2 separate regions of the Ovis aries genome follow, and region 1 is linked to region 2. The links are chromatin contacts, called in public Hi-C maps. All regions are on one chromosome and are shown on one strand. The core of a region is the stretch at or near the end of the contact, and the rest is flanking DNA. Distances in the headings are between cores, read along the strand shown.

Region 1 (5,283 bases), core at 1,862-4,361, 130 kb before region 2:
TGTAGCCACTCTTCCCCAAACCCCTCTTCCATCCAGGCTGGCACATAACATTGAACAGAGTTCCATGAGCCTAGAGCAGTGTTTTTAAAACCTGAGAACACTCAGTCCTTTTGAAATGCACAACGTCTGACTCAGCTAATGTTATTTTGATAATAATATTGTCAAAATTACTTAATTAGCCCTCTGACACTGTATTCATGTTGAATTCTTTTACCAATTTAAATACTAGATTACTCTTTTGCAGTGTTGATTCAAAATTGAGGTATTTTCACAGAACAAGACTTCATTTTCTCAAGACAGTGTTTCTCAAAGTTGAGAACTTGGGGACTTGAGAGCCACCATCAAGTTACTATTCTACTGATCTTTCTGCCCTTTTTCAAGGACCAAATACTTTGTATTGTTCCTCTAAGAAAACCTGGAAGCTTCAAGATCAGTGGGATGTTCTCTCCTATGTGGAGAGTTTCAAGCACACATTTTTGGAGACAAGAGTGAAGGAAACCCACACCTGTCCAATCCACTGAGTCCAAGAGGCCAACCGAGAATCAAGGGTAGATTTCATTTTAAAGGATCTGAACTCTGGGATCAAAGTGGGGAAGTTACAATGTGGATGACCATGTCCTGGAGTGCTACTTCATTATGGCCACAGAGACAAGATCACTTTAACCCACCATCCCACCACGGGCGACATGCCCAGCCTCCTCCTTACCTCCTTCGGGGGGCTGGGAGGGGGCGGCAGGCACCTTGGGTTGACAACAGGTTTGGGGGCAATATACTCAGTCACAGCCATCAGCTTCTGCCGCTCAAAGTGCATCACACGACGGTGACGAGTAACAGCCTTGGAGCCACAGCGGATAATCTGGTGGGTGGGCAGCCGGCCTGGAAGAAGACAAGGGCCATGTGGTGAGATGTAGCATCTTGGAAGCCTTAGTCTGCCCCAGAGACAAAGAGCCTTAGTCTGCTCCAGAGACAAAGAATCCACCCTCTATGAACGGAGCTCACAAAGCTAGCCTTGGCATTGAGTGGAACAAGGAACTGTCTGCTGGAAAGCCTGAATCCCCAGACCTTTTCTTCTCTTTAATGGGTGACCGTAGCTCAGGTGTTTCATCCTGGAGGAGCCCACTCCTCCAGCTCTTCTTTATGCACAGAGATGAGGAAAAACAGGAACAAAGGAGAAAATATTTCAAACACATTTTTAAAAGGAAAGAGTTGAACGAACTTTTTCTTAAGTGACCAAACACAGATTTTATGTTTGAGAGCCATATGGTTTGTTGCCACTACTACACTCTGCCACTGTATCGTGGAAGCAGCCATAGTCACTATGTAAACAGACAGATGTAGCTTGTTTCTAATACAACTATGGAGAGAAGACAGTGACCTGCCCTGCCATAATTTGCCAACTTTAAGCCAGTGGTTCTCAAAGTACGCGCTACCACCAACTCCCAACCCAACAGCATCACCCAGGAACTTGTTAGAAATACAACTTCTCGGGCCCTGTCCTCGATCTCCTGAGTCAGTAGCTCTGAAGAGGAGCCCAGCGAACAGTGTGTTAACAAGCCCTCCAAGTGATACTGATGATGGTGAAGTTTGAGAATCACTGCTCTAAGCACTACTCCTTCCCCCAGGATTTGAAGCAGGAGGGAAAAGTTATACTGTTCTCACATCTCCCCCGAAACAAGTTTTTCTCCTCTCTACTTTTCTTTTTTACAGGCATTGCTGCGGAGCACCCCTCAGAAGACAAGGGAGACATTCGAGATACCAAGGCCAAAGAAACCCCTTCATTCTCAATAAAAGGACTCAGGTTACAGCTTCCCATTTTCAGCCCTCCCCAAGCCTAGGATGGGATCTCAGGGAAAGTTTCAGTCAGAAGGTGGCTCTAATAATCAGAGAGCATGGAGATTTTGCTGAAGTGAGAGGTTTTCTTGCTAGTGGCCACAAATCCTAATGGTTGAGAGCACAAGCTCTCTATCTGATGGAACCAAATTTTTTCAGTTTTATTGAGATAGAATTGACATACATGGAGCCAATTTTCAATCTTTCTTCTGCCACTTACTGGCTGTGACCTTGACCATTCAACAAGTTTCTTCACCTGTAAACAGGGGAAGAGAATGTCTTCTTCATAGGATGCTTTACGATTTAAATGAAATACATGTACTTATCACTGTGCCTGGTCTATATAAGGTACTCAAAATCATTCATTAAACAAATATCTATAGCATGCCTACTAATATCAAGCACCATGCCACCTGCTGGCTATGCTGAAGGAATAGGGTTCTGCCTTGATGGAGTTAAAGTCTAATTGCCTGGAAAATCCCATGGATGGAGGAGCCTGGAAGCTGCAGTCCATGGGGTCGCTGAGGGTCAGACACGACTGAGCAACTTCACTTTCACTTTTCACTTTCATGCATTGGAGAAGGAAATGGCAACCCACTCCAGTGTTCTTGTCTGGAGAATCCCAGGGATGGGGGAGCCTCGTGGGCTGCCGTCTATGGGGTCGCACAGAGTCGGACATGACTGAAGCGACTTAGCAGTAGCAGAGAAAACAAACTAATGCAAAATTACAGTTTGTGATGAGGCGAAGGGGTCAATAAACAGGGTGACAGATACAGACTTAACAGGGGAGACCTTCTTTGCAGAGGGTGGCTACGGAAGGCCTGAGATCTTCATTTTTGGAGGCAGAAAAAACTAGGTAATGGGTTAAAACCCTAAACAAGGCAGGGAGACTAGGGGATAGAGAATAAGTACTGTGGTTGTCCCCGACGCTTCTGCTGTGTTGCTGTTACTACTAGAATCTGGAATCACAGGAAATTAGATTAGGCCAGCGATCTTCATAGGATGCTTTAAGGTTTAAGCGAAATAATATATGTAAAGTACTTATCACTGTGCCTGGTCTATATAAGGTACTCAAAAATCACTCATTAAATCTACAGTCAGCGGGAGCTGTCTGGGATCAGAACTTTGGGGAGAGGACCAGCAGCAGAGGAGGAAGACGAGTAGAGAGCATCGGCCAGAACGCGCCGCGAAGACGCGGGCCGCTCCTTACCCGCCTGGGGTAGGAGACCCCCTCGCAACATCCCAGCCACGGCCGCAGCCATCACCACCGGAAGAAGGACCGGGAGACGAGCGCGACGGAAAGAGCTAAGTATTGTGGGTAGTACCAGGACCGGAAGCGGAGGGAGGAACCGCCGGCTGGAGCAGTAATCCGCATGCGCCGAACCCGGCACCTGGGAGCCCGCCCTCGCCAGGGCGTCGTCAGGCGTCCGGTCTCCTAGCAACGACGCCTCGAGCCGCTCTTTCCATCCGTCCGCACCGCTATCTACCTACAATCCCCCTGTAGGCGGCCTGGAAAGCCCCTATACACCCCTCAAATTCCAGATCCTCCACTTCGATTTACTTTCGTCTTCTGCCCTACCCCAACAGTTAGCTCTGAGCCAACCCCTTTCCATTATCCCCCAATTCTCTGAGCTTCTCTCTCCTCATACCATCCTGGGTTCTTCCATTCCCAGGGGCTGTCCAAGCCGCTCTACTTCTCTTCGTTCCAATCGCTCTGCAAGCCAGCAACTTTTAGATCATGCCTGGAGGTGAGTAGGGAGGTGGGACGGTAGGTAGAACAGTTGGTTAACAGTAGTAGAGTCAGGCCTCCAAGAACAAGGAAATGTAACAATTGGACTCATCTTTTCACAGCTAAACTTGCCCAGAGTCCAGAGGAAGTCAATGGCATGTGCATTACTGAAGCCCTCATCACTAGGCGGAACTTGGCCTTCCCTGAGGATGAGGATCTGTCAGAGAAGATGTAAGTGCACCGGAGAGGAAAGGGGTGCTGGAACGTTGAAACACACAGAATGACCAGCAACCTGAGCTCTACTGATTTGTCAGCTTACTTTTGTCTCTCTCTTTATTCACTCTACACATTCATTCAGTGGCAATGTCCAACTGATTCTTCCTCCTTAAAAATCATTCTATCTTTTTTTCACCATGCCCACTCAGTTGCTTTAAATAAGGGTCTAAAGTCATCACTTCTCAACAAACTCCTAATTAGCCTGTCTGCCTCCAGTCCAGGCACCCCATACTGTTGCCAAAATGATCCTTTTAAATAACAAATCTGATCAGACATACCCTGATAGGACCTTCCTTAACTTCCCTAGCACCTCCAGAATAAAATCCAAACACTTTAGCCTGGTGCCTTTTCAACCTTATTTTTTGCCACTCTCCGTAAGTGTGATTCCTCTAAGACCCCATGTTCTCACAGCTTAGCACTTACTACTCAGAGTGGTCCTGGGGTGAGTGGGCAGCATCTGCATCACCTAGGAGCTTGTTAGAAATGAAGAATCTCAGGCCCACTTACTGAATCAAAATCTGCACTTTAACAAGACTCCCTAAGGGATTCATGGGCACATTGCAGTTGAAGAAAGGCTGGAATCACACATACTATTCCTTCTGCTTGAAATGCTTTCTCATCCCCCCTCTCCTTCCAGTCTAACTCCTACTTATGTGTCATCTCCCCCAGGAAGCATTCCCTGAATCCTCTGGATTCAATGTATAGTCCATGTACTCCCTTAGTCCTCTGCACATGCTTCTGTCATCCACTTGTCATAGATGTTTGGCCAGCTTCCCTAATAGTGATGGGCAGGGACTCTCTCATTTGTCTCTAAAGGGCATTCAGTAAGTGTTGCAGGATTAACGAATGGGTGGGTGGAACAAGTGATTTTCCTTCCAAGGACCACTCAGAAGGGATGTGAGGAAGGATCTCCTCTCTGTCCCAGCCCCTGCCTCCCCAACCCAAGCTGGCTGGGGAAGTCTGCCCCCACATCTGCAGGAACCATAAGCTGCCATCACCCAGTTGCCCAGTCCAAGGAGTCTCACTCCCCTCTCACCCTTATCCCTCCCAGTGCTACTGATAGATACTGAGGTCTCCAAGTCAACCCAGGTTCCCAATCTAGACCCCACCTCATGAGTCAAGCAGGTTTCTCTGACATCTGATCAGAGTCACTGAGCCATCCATCCCTCCTTAAAACACCGTCCCCTCCATCTTCCTGCTAAGAGACCACAGAAGTGGCACTCCGTCACAGCACCCGTTTGCCCAGGTTCCACACGCTTGCTGAACTGCAGACTGTTCGCCTGGACCGGGAGGGAATTACCACTATCAGGAACTTAGAGGGCCTCCAGAATCTTCACAGCCTCTATCTGCAAGGGGTAATGTCCTGCCTCCTGCCCTCCCTTCTCCCTGGGGAGGGGACTCCAGCCCCTATGAGCCATGTCTGTTTAATCTGAAAGACGCCAACCAGG
Region 2 (5,583 bases), core at 1,353-3,852:
GGAGGAAACCGTGGCTAGCAGAGAGCTTATCGAAATGGTCCAAGATTTCATTGGGCAGGAATCTAGGTCTTCTCACTGCCCTATCACATCACACAGTTCAATAAAAAATTTACTAAGCCCCAAGTGATGTTCTGGGCAGAGGTGGTAGGGGAGGTTGGTCACTTAAAATGACTCAGGCAGAGCCTCCTGGAGGAGCTAACAACCTGGAAGGGGAAGGGTGCCAAATGGCACATCCAGTCTTGTGAGATCCCCTGCCCACCCTCTCTCCTCTGCACTTCTGGACCCATCTCATGCTCTCCCTCAGCTTCAGCCACAACCTGGATGCGGATGAATCAGCCTACAGCTCTCCAAAGCTGTATCTTCAGCCCCCTGAACTCCAGAGCTGCAGACCCAAGTGCCTCTTGCATACTTCTCACAGGGGAGTCTCCCTGGGCCACCAGCCCCACAAGTTCAAAGCTGAGATGCCCTCCTCCTCACCCCCTGCAGGATGCTCAGTATCCTGCATCCCTGAATTAGGTGGGGCACTCCCACTCAACCACCTATGCGTCACCCTGTTGACCCACTCCCCACCCACACAGCCAACCAACTGCCAAGTCCTGTCCATTTTCCTCCAAACCATCTTTGAAATCCAGTCCTTCTCTTCCTCCTCATGCCTCTGTGTCAGGTCAAGCTCTAACTCTTGCATAATAACCTTTTAACAGTCTCCTTGCCTTCAGCCTTACCTCCCACGAATCCATCAGTCTCTGCAGTCAGTTTGTACAGGTCCCTCTTTGCCTCAAGCCTCAAAGCCTTGAAACCCTCCAGTGGTTCCTCTCTCCCTGCAGGGGTGAAGTCCAAGTTCCTTCCTGAGATGATATGATATGATACTACCCTTCTGCCTTTACAGTCCCTTCTCCAGCCACCCTCTGCCTCAAACATTTCACAGCACAGAAGCTGGCCTGTCTGAAGGGCCAGCTTCATAAGTGTGAGACCTATGCAGTTTATATATATATTTATTTATTTGGTTGCACTGGGTCTTTGTTGCTGCCCACAGGCTTTCTCTAGCTTCAAAGAGTGGTGGCTACTCTCTCCAGTTGTGGTGCAGGGGCTTCTCAATGTGGTAGCTTCTCTTGTTGCGAAGCTCAGGCTCTAGGCTCACAGGCTCAGTAGTTGTGGCTCCTGGGCTCTAGAGCACGGGCCCAGTAATTGTGACCCACAGGTTAGTTGCTCCGAGGCATGTGGCATCTTCCCAGACCAGGGATCAAATCCAGGTCCCCTGCAGTGTCAAGTGGATTCCTATCTACTGCACCATCAAGGAAGTCCAGTTCATATATTTTAACAAGGGCATTTTAATTATACACGGGACTCCCGTAGTTATCTTGCTAGTCTTTCCCGCCTGTTTTTCCCTGCACCTCGTTGCAAAGCCTGCAAAGCTTTGTACAGTCTACTCCAACCGGGAACACCACTCCCACATCTCCCTCTTTCTGCAGCTCTTCTTTTAACACTCAATTTAGGTGTTATCTTTGGGATGCCTCCTTTGACCCTCCTCCCTCCCCATCCCTGCCCTAATCACATAACACGTAGCAGGTGTTCAACACTTGTCTATTACATAAATTCAGTGAGAAGGTAATGTGCCAAAAAAGACTTTTAAACCATGATCCACGGTAAAGCGAGGCAAGTAGGGCGTTTCTAAAAAGACTCTTCTTGAGAGTCTCTTGGACTGCAAGGAGATCAAACCAGTCAATCCTAAAGGAAGTCAACCCTGACTATTCACTGGAAGGACTGATGCTGAAGCTGAAGCTCCAATACTTTGGCCACCTGATGCGAAGAGTTGACTCATTGGAAAAGACCTTGATGCTGGGAAATATTGGGGGCAGGAGGAGAAGGGGGCGACAGAGGATGAGATGGTTGGATGGCATCACCGACTCAATGGATATGAGTCTGAGCAAACTCCAGGGGATGGTTTACGACAGGGAAGCCTGGAGTGCTCCTATTCACGGGGTCGCAAAGAGTCGGATACGACTGAGCGTATCTAAACAACATCAAGTTATGGGCAGCATTATCACCATCTTCTACCCCACAAAGAACCACAATGCACTGGAATGTTTTCCTCTGGAATTGCATTTCTACTCTTGTATTCAAAATTTTTTCCCACTTATGTTCAAAATTAAAAAATGACATCATTAAAAAAATAAATAAATAAACAACATCAAGGACCTCTAGGTTCCTCAGTAGGCGCTAGGACCCTGTCGGCCGACTCGTTAATCTTTACGCAGAGGGCTCCGCGCCTGTCTGGCCGGGAGCGACTGGGATCAGCTCCAGGGCGCCGCCTGCTGGGATTCTGCAGCCTCTGCAGCCCTTTCCGGGCGCCCCAGCTCCTGCCAGGTCTTGAGCCCGCCTCGCGTCTCCCATTGGCTGGCTCCTCTTCTCCCGCCCTTCCCGGGCTCAGCCACTCGGAACCCCGGCGTGGGTGGGGCTTGAGGCCTGGGATGGAGCGCGCTTCCCGATTGGCTCTGAGGAAGGCGGTGACGTGGCCCGAGAAGACCCATCTGTGCCTAACCCGAGGCTCAGCCAGAACAGCCCTGGATTAGTGGTAGGCGGGGCGTGTCCCGGTCGGAGGCCGGAAACGGAAGTGGAGGAAAGATGCAGGTGGGGGAACAGCAGCTGGGGAAATGGGGGGCTGCCCTGGGGCCCCTGGGCTGAGTTCAGCCGGTCCTTTCCTGACATGCTTCCTCAGGCTCTCTCCGGGGGCGCCCTCCCCGGCCCGTTGTGCTGGCCCCACAGGGTGGCGGTTGGGGCGATGAAGTGAGCGCGCGAGCGGCTTGTCAGCTCGCAGCACTCACGCACCTTTCCCCGCCGTGTTTCCCGCCAGGACCATCAGCACGTGCCCATCGACATCCAGACCAGCAAGCTACTCGGTAGGAGGGGCGCCCCCGCTCACCTAGCTGTCAAGGGGAGACCTGGCCCCCTGGCCCTCTGTCACCAACAGCGGACCCGCCGACCACTCGCTCTGTTCTGTGCTCCCATCTGTGGCTGGACCTGCCTCAGTAAAAGGAGCGGGAAGGAACCATGCATAGAGTCTATACTTGACCTGTGTTTTCTATTTAAACGTATATAACATGTTGTCAGTCATGTATTTTAGGGACAGAGGAGAGTTGAAGGCTTGCCTTAAAGATGATCAGCTGCCGAATGGCAGATCTGAAGTTAGAACCTAAGTCTGTCAGGTTCCAGTATTGTATTACGCTGGAAAAAAAAACTTTCTTCCTTTTTATTTTTTCCTTTGACTTTAGGAGGAAAAGGCACGTAGGTCCAGTTGAAAAGAAAACCTTTTAATGGCCAGACCATCTCCCTGCTGTCTGTATCGCGTCTATATACCACCTCTCTAGTTCAGAGCCAGGGAAGGGCCTCTTCACTCTGACCCCTCTAGGGCAGTGCACAGCTCCTGGATTTTTAAATGGTCTTTGAATTAATTGTTTTGATGCCAGTTGTGTCATTAAGATGACATCTGTTTGACTGTGTCGTCCCTTTGCTTCCACTTCTGTGACATCTACATAATTTTTGTTTTTGGAGATTTTAGTGGAGTGCAGCAATGGGGATATAACTGATAACTAGTGTGGGCTCCCAGCATTTGACCAGTTAGCAGATTTCTTAACAAGGGCAAGGTGGCCACTTAGTGGAGCGTCTTTAACTTCATTTTGGATTTGTCCCAGCTCTTCAGGACCTGTACACTCTTGATGTATATGCTTGTTATTGGTCCTGAAAAGGACTGGTAAAAACCCAACCATTTATTGAGGGTTTATTCTATACCAAGTGCTGTTTTATGGGCTTAACATTATGAAAATGAAGACCACTACAATTCATTGAGCCCTTGCCATGCGCCAGGCATGATGTTCAGTGTTCTACCGTTTGTACTCAGTATATTTATCATGCCCATTTTACATGTAGAGAAACTGAGGCACAGAGAGGTTGAGAGACTTGCCCAAGAAAGTTGGTAATTAGAACCAGGACCAGCTGACCACAAAGTCTAGGTCTTAGCTCTCTCCTATGAGGAAATGTACATAGCTCTCATCCACCTATACCCTCAACTGAAAACAGATCTGGCCCAGAATCCAGGAGATCAGTCACACTGGTATCCATGTGTGCAGGATGGTGCTTCGCTGATAAGAGTAGACCAGTGTTATTTAGTCCTTAGGGGCTTTGCAGTTGTTCATTCATCTGGTATTTGGTGTAACCGACTTGTGTTTTTCATTGTCATGGTTAATCCCAGCCCTGAGAAAGTAGAAATTGAATGGCAGTAAGAAAGATATAATTATCCATGGAAGCAAAAATATCATGGAGAATTTAGAGTGGTCCAAAGTGTCACTTTGATGTCAGGACCAATTGAAAGCTTTCCTTTATCCTGTGTTGAGGCAGTTACTTTATAAAGTCACATTGTGGATAAAGTTAGGTTGCTGGAATCTGTTTAGCCCCAAGCATCCCTTTGAGCCTGTCTTCATTCCCATCTTCCCGTGACCCCCACACCTTAACCAATATGAGTACAACTTTTAGCCAATGCCTTAGCATATTTCACTTGAATCAGTGATGCAGTTTTGGCCATGGGAATGCTATGATTTGGGTTTCTGCTATAGACTGGCTGGTAGATAGAAGGCACTGCAACCTGAAATGGCAGAGTCTAGTATTGACCATCCGAGAGAAGATCAATGCCGCCATCCAGGACATGCCAGAGAGCCAAGAGATCGCCCAGCTGCTCTCTGGATCCTGTGAGTGCTTCGGGGCTGCATTACTGGACCCCCGTCTTTCTTGGGGTGGTATAAATCTGCTGAGCTGTTCCTCTTTCTTTAGTCATAGGACTGACCTCTAAAGAAAGAGAGGCTTTTATTTGGGGTATAGAGGCTGGTTTATTTCAACACAAAATGATGAAGGGGAGAGCTGTGCCCTCTAAAGTTACTGGCATATACATGAGTCAGCCATATGCGGAGGCTGCAGTGGTGGGTTAGAGACTATTATTTCCAAAGTCTTTGTTTTTCTTTGCTTTCCAGACATTCACTACTTCCACTGCCTAAGAATTGTGGAGCTTCTCAAAGGCACTGAAGCCTCCACAAAAAATATTTTCGGCCGGTACTCTTCACAGCGAATGAAGGCAAGTATGGGTGACGGTGGTAACGCGCAGCTGGAGGCATCCAGTCCAGGGGGTCAGAGGCTGTCTGGTCTCGCTGAGGTTCCATTGGAGATGCCCCCGTGGAATATTTTCTCAGCTTTCTCTCTGTCCCCATAGTTTATGCCAAAAGTAGATCCTGAAAGTGGAAGTATCAGTCGCTCAGTTGTGTCCAACTCCTTGTGCCCCTACGCCTGGGTTTCCATTTGCTTTAGGAATCGCTTGTTGGCACCATACTCTTAAAGTGGGTGGTCCAGCCAGCATTATGAAGGAGGATGAGGATGCAGAGACTGGGAGAGTGTCCCCTGTTGGGCGATTGAGCTGGGATGTGGCTGCCCTCCTGGCTCACTTCCTGTTTCTTTTCTTAGGATTGGCAGGAGATCGTAGCCCTGTATGAGAAGGACAATACCTACCTAGGTAAGGGGCCCAACCTGGGAGTCCCAGTGTCC

What was found. A called contact is a pair of places that touch in the nucleus more often than the background predicts.
Region 1: a Hi-C map of hypothalamus shows a contact between it and region 2, with 4 times the contacts expected there. The contact joins the promoter of MRPL10 here to the promoter of CDK5RAP3 in region 2. A contact is called at or near these places in 6 of 16 Hi-C or Micro-C datasets (blood, hypothalamus, liver and 2 more).

Annotation. Positions count from the first base shown.
Region 1 is chr11:38,359,620-38,364,902 of ARS-UI_Ramb_v3.0, reverse strand. It overlaps MRPL10 (mitochondrial ribosomal protein L10), which reads right to left and starts at 3,111. Exons shown (of 4, transcript XM_060394862.1): 1 at 2,015-3,111; 2 at 707-876. The coding sequence starts at 811. It overlaps SCRN2 (secernin 2), which reads right to left. Exons shown (of 8, transcript XM_060394860.1): 8 at 3,788-5,283. LRRC46 (leucine rich repeat containing 46) reads left to right here and starts at 3,277. Exons shown (of 6, transcript XM_042255887.2): 1 at 3,277-3,578; 2 at 3,682-3,790. The coding sequence starts at 3,569.
Region 2 is chr11:38,227,195-38,232,777 of ARS-UI_Ramb_v3.0, reverse strand. CDK5RAP3 (CDK5 regulatory subunit associated protein 3) reads left to right here and starts at 2,602. Exons shown (of 13, transcript XM_060394857.1): 1 at 2,602-2,628; 2 at 2,852-2,897; 3 at 4,608-4,739; 4 at 5,019-5,119; 5 at 5,503-5,551. The coding sequence starts at 2,623.